Linked DNA regions of Sus scrofa: all the other regions are linked to region 2. A link is a contact called in public HiChIP or PLAC-seq data. All regions are on one chromosome and are shown on one strand. The core of a region is the stretch at or near the end of the contact, and the rest is flanking DNA. Distances in the headings are between cores, read along the strand shown. Region 1 has its middle 51 kb from the start of MBNL1. Region 2 overlaps MBNL1 (muscleblind-like protein 1). Region 3 overlaps MBNL1 (muscleblind-like protein 1).

What was found. HiChIP or PLAC-seq counts read pairs in DNA pulled down with a chosen protein or histone mark.
Region 1: an H3K27ac HiChIP or PLAC-seq map of alveolar macrophages shows a contact between it and region 2. The contact joins two enhancer-like sites. A contact is called at or near these places in 1 of 5 promoter capture datasets (fetal liver), 18 of 47 Hi-C or Micro-C datasets (alveolar macrophages, blood, embryonic fibroblasts and 10 more) and 2 of 2 datasets of contacts at active chromatin or transcription factors (alveolar macrophages and skeletal muscle).
Region 3: an H3K27ac HiChIP or PLAC-seq map of alveolar macrophages shows a contact between it and region 2. The contact joins two enhancer-like sites. A contact is called at or near these places in 4 of 47 Hi-C or Micro-C datasets (embryonic fibroblasts, epiblast stem cells and retroperitoneal adipose tissue) and 2 of 2 datasets of contacts at active chromatin or transcription factors (alveolar macrophages and skeletal muscle).

The regions. Positions count from the first base shown.
Region 1 is chr13:92,439,107-92,442,910 of Sscrofa11.1, reverse strand. No RefSeq gene overlaps it. Among named protein-coding and RNA genes, the nearest start is that of MBNL1, 51 kb to the left of the region's middle. Within about 2 kb of position 2,355, at least 11 of the 83 cell types and tissues checked have an H3K27ac peak or open chromatin away from gene starts, as enhancers often do. A contact at or near this core is called in alveolar macrophages, where this site is marked.
Region 2 is chr13:92,672,953-92,676,751 of Sscrofa11.1, reverse strand. It overlaps MBNL1 (muscleblind-like protein 1), which reads right to left. Exons shown (of 13, transcript XM_021069664.1): 7 at 1,039-1,296. Among named protein-coding and RNA genes, the nearest start is that of MBNL1, 180 kb to the right of the region's middle. Within about 2 kb of position 2,466, at least 8 of the 83 cell types and tissues checked have an H3K27ac peak or open chromatin away from gene starts, as enhancers often do. A contact at or near this core is called in alveolar macrophages, where this site is marked.
Region 3 is chr13:92,525,700-92,529,568 of Sscrofa11.1, reverse strand. The region is part of intron 3 of MBNL1 (muscleblind-like protein 1); the gene reads right to left. Among named protein-coding and RNA genes, the nearest start is that of MBNL1, 36 kb to the right of the region's middle. Within about 2 kb of position 2,283, at least 5 of the 83 cell types and tissues checked have an H3K27ac peak or open chromatin away from gene starts, as enhancers often do. A contact at or near this core is called in alveolar macrophages, where this site is marked.

The sequences.
Region 1 (3,804 bases), core at 1,106-3,605, 230 kb after region 2:
AATAATCTACAATATCAAATATTTTAAACTATTGAAATTCTGAATAATGCATTTTTTCCTATGTAATCCTTTATCTTATGAGATATAGGAATATTTTCATTCACTGTTTCTTACTGAAATGGGTGTTTTGTTAAAACTAATGGTGCTCTGATAATAGGAATTTTTTTTTAAAGCAAGTAGGCATTTCTCTTTTTTTTAAAATGCATGTTTTGTGTCTACACTTATTTGTACAACAGTGTGTTAAATTGAAGTTCTTTATAATTAGACTTTGGTCACTGGCCAGATTTACTCTCTTTATAGACTATTTTGCTTAGACTTCACTAAGTATTTAATAATGATCATTATAAAGAAGTATGGAAACACAATATAGTTCTATATAATCAGTGGTGATAGTTAACCCTGGTATTTTATCAATTTTCTAATTTCTAAAGTTTTAATATAACTGATATATAATACTATGTCTGAAAAAAATCTAACAAGGCTTTTAAAGCACATCCTTTCCCATCTCAGAAAGAGGAACCTAATATGATTTAATTATGCTTTGATTTTTAAAAACCATACTAATTAACCTTGTAGAATACAGAAAGTCATGATTTTAGGGCTGTTATGAGCCTAAGAAATTATCTAATTCAATTGCCTTCATTTTGAAGATTAGACAATTTAAGAGTATTGAATGAAAAAATTACATGAATTAATATAGCAGGTATGAATAAAGAGTAAATAGAGAAATTTGAATATGAAACAAAATAATTACAATTTAAAAATCTGGAATTTCCTACTTTTAGTGAGTATATAAGCGTCTATCCATCTACCATGTATATTTTGTGTAAGATTAGGAGCCAGTAATTCCGTTATTGAAAAATACTCTTTATATCATAGAAACATAAAGATACTAAAGTCATTTATATTTTCATTTACTCCAACAGATATTTATTTATTTATTTATTTATTTTTAGGGCTGCACCCAGGGCATGTGGAAGTTCTCAGGCTAGGGTCCAATCGGAGCTGTTGCTGCTGGCCTACACCACAGCCACAGCAACGGGGGATCCCAGCTGCATTTGTGACCTACACCACAGCTCACAGCAACGCTGGATCCTTAACCCACTGAACTAGGCCAGGGATCGAACCCGCGTCCTCATGGATGCTAGTTGGGTTCACTAACCACTGAGCCACAACGGGAACTCCTCCAACCGATATTTATAGAAAACGATTGCCTTCTAGAAAATAACAAAAATGTCATGTCTGTTCAAAATATTATGAGAGTTTTAATAACAATATATAACATGAAATTATAAAACCATTCCTGAGTGACTCAGTGATACTAAATTTTTGTTATTATACTTAATTATTCTGTTGCCAAATCCTAGGTGTACACTCTTTCTCCAAATTATTATGTAAACCATTGTGAGGTTGAACATGTATTATACCTTAATTTGAATGATATTTTTATCATGGCTCCTTTCATGGGGGGTTATAAACAAACAAGTAAAAAGGTAGGGATAGCTATATAATGAAACATGCAACCATTAAAAACTATGTTATTAAATTATTTTATAATGGCAAAGGAAAGAGAACATGATATTCTAAGTGAAATAAGCTATAAGATCCCAGTTATAAACACACACAAACACACACAGACACACACACATACATACATGCACACATACATAAAGTGCAATCCTGTGAGAAAATATTTGAGAATATTGAAAATGTAGGTTTATTCCTGGATTGCAGAATTTTGTAGGCTCTTGCTTTTTAAAACAAATGTCTGTATTTTTTAGCATTTTCTACACTTAGATGTTTATTTTTATTATTTTTGTCTTTTTAGGGCTGCACCTGTGGCATATGGAGGTTTCCAGGCTAGGGGTCAAATCAGAGCTGTAGCTGCTGGCCTATACCACAGCCACAGCAATGCCAGATCCAAGCTGTGTCTGTAACCTAAACTATAGCTCACAGCAACGCTGGATCTTTAGCACCGAGCGAGGCCAGAGATCAAACCTGTGTTCTCATGGATGCTAGTCAGATTCATTTCTGCTGAGCCATGATGGGAACTCCCTTCTCAAAATTTTATTTATTTATTTATTTATTTATTTATTTATTTATTTATTTGCATGCTTATTTTTATTATCAGGAAAGATTAAAACTAATTTTAAAAGAATATAAATACAAAAAAATGAAATTATGAAGTATAATCATGCATGTGCAATTTCAGATTGCTTAAAATTTACATTCAGACAGCATTGTTTCTCCTGGGAAAGTTCAGATCTTGGTGAGTATGTATTTTCTAAGGAGGTAATGAGACAAAAGACATTTTTTGCTTGGTAAAAGATTAGAGGCATTGCAAAGCGGAAGAGACCAGTGGCACAGGAAATAAAAGTCAACGAGTTAAGATAAGGGACTATCGAGAAAAACAAGAGAGTCCGTAACAAGTGGTAAAAACGTTTTCTGAGCGTTTTGGCTTATAACATTACTCAGAGCAAAGCAGAAGAAAGTAATATTTCTGTAACATCTGCAAAATGGCAGGGATTATGCTTGTGTCATTTAATTCTTAGTTATATCAAATTTGTCTGATTATTCACATACCCAGGAAAGTAGAATGGCAAAAGCAATGAACACAGGATTTAAATCTAGGTTAGTTGGGCCCTAAAAATTCAGTTCTCTGCATTTTACCCCACTTTCTCCAGAGTATTTTGATGAAATACATAAACAGATAATCTTTCTTCTAGGACAGTGGTGACTGTGGTATTTGACTGTAAGAAAAAGGGGAATTCGGTAATTTTACTTTCAGATTGGAAAGTAGAACAAGGGTGGTTTAATGCAGACAACCCTTTCCATGTTCTCAATTCTCCAGCTGAGAGAAAGCCAGTGATGTAATAAAAACCAAAATGGTCATCTAAGTAACTCAGACCTTAGTACTCAAATCTCACATTTACTAAATATGTAACATTGGGCAAGTTTTCTAATTTTTCTGTCTCAGACCCCTTGACTATAAAACGTTTTAATGATACTGTCTTATGCAGTGATTGTAAAGATAAATGAGAACAACATTCAAAGGGTACCTAGAAGGGATCGTAACACACCATAGGCACCTAATAAATGTTGGTTACTTTTCCTTGCATCCCAACAACTGGGTACTTATTACAGCAAGCCACTCATTGCCAATGACTTATATTAGTTGCTCCTGAGTTTCCATTAGCAGGTGGAAGCCTACCCATAAATTCCTAAGTGCATGCAATTATTTTTAAAAAGCATGTCTTGTTGAGATGTTTCACAGTAGTTTTCCCATAGTCATTTCCCCCTATGAACTTAAGTTTTCTGCTATCAAGATGTAGAGACTAAATTTAATAAAGTCATAATCAAGTTTGTAATTGGAGTATTTAGAATCTTAATATTATACAGAAGGACCCTATGAGATCTTCAAGTTCAAGAAGCAAACAGGATGAATCAGGCTCATATTCTTTTAGTTTACCTAGAATAGCATTTATTACAATGATTACCATTACTCTTACTATTATTATTTTCTTTCCAATGTGAATGCTCCATACAGAGCATCTCTCTCTCTCTTGCAAGCTCTTTCATGTTTTATTGTGGCAGTTCCTCACATTTACTTTCCTTACATGGTCCTGGATTTCATATACTCCTCTTCAGTGGTCTCATCAGAAATACTGACATTACCTGAAGATATGCTAAAAATTCTTGGGCTTCAACCCAGACCTACTGTATCACAGACTCTGCAGACAGGACTCAGCAGTCTATGTTTCTATATTTCATCCAGATATATGTGCTCCATTTTGAGAATCTGTG
Region 2 (3,799 bases), core at 1,217-3,716:
AAAAAACAAATCATCGGAATGCCATATACAACGAATAACAAGACTAAGCATGCACAATAAAGGCACTACTGAGTTGTTATTGGGAGGATAACTCCTCTTTGTAGTTAATTACAAACAAGATACTCTAACAGAAAAAAAAAAAGAGTGAAAGGAAGAGAGGAGGAGAGAGTCTGCCTTCTGTATTTTTGCTCAAGTATCCATAAACAAACACAGAAAAGACCTCTCTCATGGTTATTTTACTGTGCTATGAAATACCACAGTGTTTTTATGAATATTTTAATGATTAAGTCATATATTTATGTAAAAAATGGACAACATTAAAACAGCTAAGCAAAGAACAAAAATGGACTCATTAAGATGAGCTATTAGATCACATTAAAATTTACCTTAAGTATCTAGTTTTGTATCTGTTCTAAATGATCCAATTTCTAACTCCTGGAGTACGACTTTCTCCTTTCTATATAATGGCATAGTCAAGCTTCTCTAGTTTTACACTTCTGTTTATGCCACAATATTGTTTCAGATAATCTATATAGCAAACTGTTCAAAATCTTGTAGCTAATTCTAAAAAGAATTTTGTTGAAGCAGTTCTCCTAAATAGTTCCAGATTTTGTTATGGTTAAAAGCAAGATATATGTAGAGAAGAGCCTTGATGTGCAAAAGAACACACCGAAGGAAAACAATGGCTGATTAGATGGCACACAGAAATAAGAGGACCGAAAATGGCAGTATCGTTAAACCAAAAGGAGACAGGTGTTCTGTACAAAGCAGAAATTTCAGAAACCCTATATCCAGAATAAGACAGAGAATTAAGAGTTAGGCCAAGGGTAGGAGCAATCTGAACCATTTGAGGAGTTACCCTCACTTCTGTGAATGGTAACTTCATTTGTATTGTCTGGGATACCTGAACAAACATATTTTCAGCAAAAATTAAAAAAAAAAGAAAAAGGTTAATAAATGAATAGCTTGTAGTCAGATACAGTTGTTCACTTTGCTTTTTTGACTGTTAGCAAGGATTGAGCTGAGGTCTCTACTTACCATGGCAGCTGCAGTGGCTGCAGCCTGTGCTGCTGCAGCCTGGTTGACCTGGTATTGGGCAGCCTTGATCTTGGCTTGCAGATGTGCGGGAGGATGAAAGTATTTGCACTTTTCCCGAGAGCATCTCCCTTTGATGTAATCCATACACACGGTGACTGTGTTGTCATTGGTGTCAATCATTGTGCTGTCAGCAGGATGGGCAAACCGACAATCGTTTTCTCCTCTGTTGCAATTGCCACGCTGGTACTCTCGACATACCTACAAAGTCATTAAGTGCACAGGGGTGAGTCAACATGGACAACTTAAACTGCATAATGTGAGAAAAAGAATGTATATATGTGTGTGACTGGGTCACTTTGCTGTACAGTAGAAATTGACAGAATACTATAAACCAACTATAATGGAAAAAATAAAAAAATTAAAATTAAAATAAAGCGCAAGACTGGTGATAGATGTCTACAGGTCAAAGGGGAAAAGGTAATTAGCAAAGGAACCATAAAATAACTTGAAAACATTGCTAGTTCAGGATAAAAATTACAACCCCATTTTAGTAAAATGTCCACAAGAAAGAAAATGCATGTATGATACTAGTTATGATAAAATATCTAATTTAAATTATGGTGATACACTTATTCATTACCAAAGGGAAAACAGTAACTTTATGGTGAAGAACCCCATAAACACCACTTTAACTGAACAAAGTTAGTATCACCCGTAATGACATCACATACCAACCGATATGACACACTGAAAGCATCACTTTTGTTGTACTAATGCTGAGAACGCATCACCTGAATTTGATCATGAGGAAACGTCACACAAATTGAAATGGTAGGATATTTTGCAAAATGACTGATCAGTACTATTTCAAAATGTCAAAGTCATGACAGAAAAGAGATTGAGACATTGTCACAGACTGGACAATCTTGGAGTCAGAGAAGGGATATTGGTAGGACAGCTGGTGCAATGTGATTAAGTTCTGTAGACTGGTTAAGAGCAGCATAGCAATGTTAATTTTCTCATTTTGTAAGTGGTAATAATATGCTTATATAAGGTGTTAATGTTTAGGTAAGCTAGGTGCACCAGGATAGGCAGAAACTCTTGGTTCTATTTTTGCAACTTGTATGCTAATCTGAAATTATTAAAAGTGAAAGTATAAAAAAGAAAATGATAGCTTTTTTGTAAAATGTTTCCAAGAGCTATTTCTTTGATCATTAGAGATTCACCTAGTAGCTATATACAGCTGATGGAAAAAGATAAGTTTTTGTTATTGTCTATTTGTTTTATATCTATTAATTTTGGATGAGGTCCCTGAGGAAAAGTGAAAATGGATTATTTCTCATTCGTCTGCTTGACCTTGACTCTTACTATTAAAGTCTGCCATGGTGCCTGCCCTAATCAAGAGGTTCCCAGCACTATGTTCACTCGTGGTAGTTTGACCTTTTTGCCACAAGAGGGCCATCTAAACCCAGAATGTCCTTTTAATATTTTCATGCTCCTACTTCATGCTTTAAGGATATTTCCTTTTTATTTTTCATAAATCTTTTTTACAAACTGAGAAAATATAGACCCCAAGTACTCTATTTTGGAGTTCATCAAGAAAAAATGGGAACCGTGTGGTGCAATTTAAAAAGCAAAGGTTTTCTTGGACTTAAGTACATGAAGAGATCACATTTAATTCTAGGTATTTCCCCTATTATATTCATATCCTATTTTTGAGAAAAGTGCCTCCTTTTAAAAAGGCCTCATAATTTATATCCACTACATCTTTAAAAGAGCATTACAAATGACATCTTGCACTATTTGGAAACCTCAGGCTAGCAAAGCATTGCATTCCACATTTCATTGAACCAACTATTCACCACCTCAATTTATTTAATTTAAAAAAATTATTAAATAACTGCTCCATGCCAGACACTCTGAGAGATATTAGGAATACAAAGTTACTGGAGATCCCATTTTTTAAAAATCATTTCATTTATCCTCATGGACAGAAGAAAACAAGGATAACCAGGAGTTTATAATTCGAAAAGCAAAAATACTTAAGCTATTATCCAGAACTATTGTTCTCCACTCTGGCTGAGCACTGGAATCAGGTGCGGAGCTTTCCAAACCACATATCCCCACTTACTAAGTTAGACGCTTCAAAATAGGAAGTGTGACACACTTAAATGAGAACAGAAACATTCATATATATATATATATATATATATATATATACATGTGTGTGTATATATATATATATATGTAAAAATTATGCTAAATTTATACCCCAGCATAAGCAAAAAGGCTATGTTTCTGCTGAAGCAAATCTATGTCAGTGCAGGACATCCAATAGGAAACCATCTGTAATAGGACACTACTGCTGTTAGCTCTTCGGTAATTCTTGCTTTTTGAATGTGCTCACAAAGAAACTGGCAACAGCTGAACTAACACTCTATTTTCCAGTTTCTCTTACTCTTTGCTACATTGACAAGAAAGAAGATCTAAAAGTAGTCTATTTGCAGGATCTTTAATAACTATTAAAATCAAAGATCTGTTATTTTCTGAAAACAACTACGCCAGGGCTGGTAACAGAAATTTGAGCATCATTCTCCCAAAATATAAACTGAGTGCTGGGCTAATTTTGACTTTTTATTCCTCACTCCATCTCAACGTTCTTTTTATTTTCAGCGATGTGAACTTTAAGTCAGGCTGTATAAAGATGGTCATTTTAAGGTCCCTTGACCCTCTCCATTTGCTTTATGCATATATCTGTACA
Region 3 (3,869 bases), core at 1,034-3,533, 150 kb after region 2:
TGGCGAGTGCTGGGACAGAGGGTATTAGATGTGAGCAGAACACTGAGCAAACCACACAGGCAGATCAGGCCACTCCATACAGCCCTCCTTTCCAAATCAGGGAAACTTCAAAGTCCACACCCCATCTCTGCCTTTTTATGACCACAATGCTTCAAAACCCGCCTTTCACAACCTACCTCCTTCTTTAAGTCTTTTCAGAGAACTTGGACTAGGCTTCAAATCTACATCACTGTGAGTGTTTGTGCACTAAAGTCATGCCATCCTGATGGAAACAAACAGGCAGACAAACAAACAGCAAACCTGGGTACGGAGCTCAGCACTCACTGTACCTTGCTACATGACCCTTGAGCAAATTGCCTGACCTTAACCTTGCTGAGCCTCCATGTTCTCACCTGTGAAGCAGAGACGGGGCCAGCAATGCATAAATGTCACAGGGCTGTGTAAGAACTACATATGGTCGTATAAGTAAAAGAGTAAGTGCCTACCAAGTAACACACTATTTTTATAATTATTATGATTGCCAATAGCCTGGTCTTTTGTGGTTTTTATTTTGTTTTCATTATTTCACAATGAATGGACCTTTTCCTTCAAGCCACAAACTTCAGAAAAGCAGAACCTATATCTTTAATTTCTCTTGAAAATTTCAGCCAAAATCTTATCGTGAAGCTTTTTGTGCGATGGGCTTTAAATAAATGTTTATGATTACAAATGAAGCATGGCAAGCAATAAAATAAAAATTCTGAGTTTTCTAACCTAGAATGCAGAATAAATCCTGGATACAAGGAACAAACACTTCACAGCTGAATGGGGTCTTATAGAATATGCAGAGTTGCCACTTTCGCCATTTGAAAGTTGGAAGCTAGCCCACAAAATACAGCTTTATTTCCTACATACAAAGGAAAGCTGGAAGAAAAAAGGCCTCGTGTGCCTATCTAAAACCTTTTGTCACTAAAGTTAAATATAGTGCACCTCTCTCTTATGGACTTTCCTTTTCTGTTAACACAAAAGTTTCAGGCTCTGAAATCTTACTGTCAATACTGAGTGTATTAATCTCCCAATCAGAGGGTTAGTATAAAGAAGCTTCAAATGATTGTACATCCCCACCTTTCTCCGAAAGTGCCAACATCTAAAACGAATCAATCTCTTCTATCTGGTCTAGAATGACCCTACATTTGGCACATGCTCATTCACCAGATAACTAAACAAAAAGATAAATGCCTTAAATATCAAATCATGTAATTTTAATAAATTACAGTTTGATTTTGCCTTTTTTCCAATATACAAAGTATGTAAAGAGTTAATGTGTCAACTGGATGGTTTTAGGCAAATTCCACACTCTGCCCACAAGCAGCCTATTCTTGGCTCCTCCTGTGCCCACTTTGTTTTGCTCATACATTACTTGTGAATATTTCCAACACTACACTGGAAACTACTCCAAGAACAGAGCCCATCTTACCTCTTAATCCTGATAGGTGGATAAAGCATGAGAGGTGGCACATGAACAATTACACCGAATAAATACTTGCTAAATAACACTGCCTTCCTTTGAGGCCAAAAGCAATGGCAATACAATTCTTCCACATTCCTTCTCTAAACAATATATAATTTTATTTGGTATACATTCAAAATAGCTCTATGAAGAGACGAATTTTTTTAGCAAGTGACAAGTCTCCAAGAGAACAAGTCTTCAATTAATAGTTTGTCTTTTTAAAGTCATAAGCTACTCCACATAGTGACAAAGAGTACAGACTGGTATGTGAAAATGATATAACATGAAAGCATAAAATGACCACATGAGAATGATAAATAAATTTAGCCACATGCTCTGGAGGTATTTCTATCATTTCTTGGTGAAAATTTTATGGCATATGTTATTGGCATGAAAATAACTTATCTTTGAAAAGCTTCTTCTGAGAGGATCTCAGATGGCCATATGCAATATTATAGCAGGTTACAGTGCTGCATGCCCAAAACCATAGCTGCTAAAGACAGGAGGCATGCTGTGTTTTTTGTTTTGCTTTGTTTTTTCATAAACCTAAGAAATAAAGATTATAAACATTTGTCAAACTCAATACCATTTGTAATCCAATGCCAAAGCAAAAGGATGAAAATGCATTTGCCAACCTTTTAAATTAAATTTACACCTTCTTGAATTATGTCAGTTGTATAGGTGAAGTTTTAAAATTACTGTAGCATAACTCTGTGACATTCATTCTCAGCAGAGTCATAAACGGGAAACAGAAGGCTGGTTTTAAAGTGAGGAAAGATCTGGCTTCAATTCTTTCGGCTGTTCACCAGGCTGTGTGGATTTGGGCAAGTAGGTTAATCTCTCTGAGTGTCAGTTTCCTCATCTCTATCAAGAGGATGATGATTCCTGCCACACAAGCCTGTTCTCTAATTGTGAACAAGTTGTTTGTTGTTTGGGGGTTTTTATCTGAAAAGAATGTAAGCCAGCAATGTCTCACGTAAAGATGCTCAAATACAGCAGCAAAGCCTCGTTCTGCTCATACAGCTCATACCATTTCCCTCCATTTTCTGCGAAGAGTGCCTAATCTTCAGCCTACATCAGATGTCACCTCCTCTACACAGCATGCCCTAATCATTCAGCTCCACAAAGACTTCCTTCTTTGAATTTCCTCCTTTGGTACTCAATTGCATGGTGCCAACACTTGATCGTCCTGTTAACTTCTCAATTCTTTCCCCCCAACTCAATCACAGGTCAAAGAAGAAGAGAAACTAAGAAAGCCTCCTTTAGAACCTCCTCTCCACCTACTACCAACCCTTTATTCTAATAGGTGCTCAAAATGTTTATTACTTGATATTTAGCAGAACACAAAGAACAAACTGATTTCCCTGTGTCGCCTTATTGTTAACATAGGAAAATAACTTTTTAAGTGAAAAGACCTCAGCACATAGTAAACTTTAATCCATTATTGAGAAACAGACAATAATCTCTTCCTACATTAACTGCTCCAAAAACTGTATTTACATTTAAAATCCAGTCCTCAAAATACATTTCTCTGAGACAGTCATTTCCCTCAGGCAATTTTCAGTAAATGTGGTCTCCCAGAAAGCATTCTGCAGAATTTCATCTGAAGTACATACATTTTTTTTCAATCATCTCAAATACTGGATATTCCAAATTAATTTTTGGAAAGGTCCCGCAACACCTCAGAAAGACTCCACACCTGGATTAAAGATTTGCTTTGTATTCCCTGCTATTCACTTTCACTACACTCATCAAATGTCTCAAAGTCTTCTGGATGGGGTATTGAAGACCAACTGCCTTATCTGAATGCCACTAAGTTGACGATGCAGCTTCCCTTGAAATGTTTGAACAATGAAATTCAAATAATGGTTCAAAATAATTTGGAGTAAAGGTGTCTAGTTAAAACTGGCCCAGTAAATAGAGAAGGCAAAGAAGAGTTTCTAATTTTAATACTATTTAATCTTAGCTACTTTAAAATGAATATTTTCTAAGCACTATCTATGATTCAATAAAACAAATTTTCACTTTATCTTTATAGCCAAGACCAAAACTAGAAAAGGCAAAAAATAAATAAATAAAAATAGAAGAAGAAGAAAAAGTAGAAGAAAAAGTCTAATAGTAGAAAAAGGCATGTGCTAATTGTGGTTTTCACATAATACCAGCAGTCATTTAAACAGGCAAAATAAAACACCATTAACATTAATTTCTCTAGCTCCATATAAACATGCTACATTTAAAAACACAAACAGTGCAAATTTAAAATCATTTTCTGTGGCTGTCGATCATTTAAATAAGTGGTTAATATTTATAAATAGAAATTTTCTTGGAAATTGTCTTTATTTCATGAGAATTTCTCTATGTATATTAAATACTATCATCA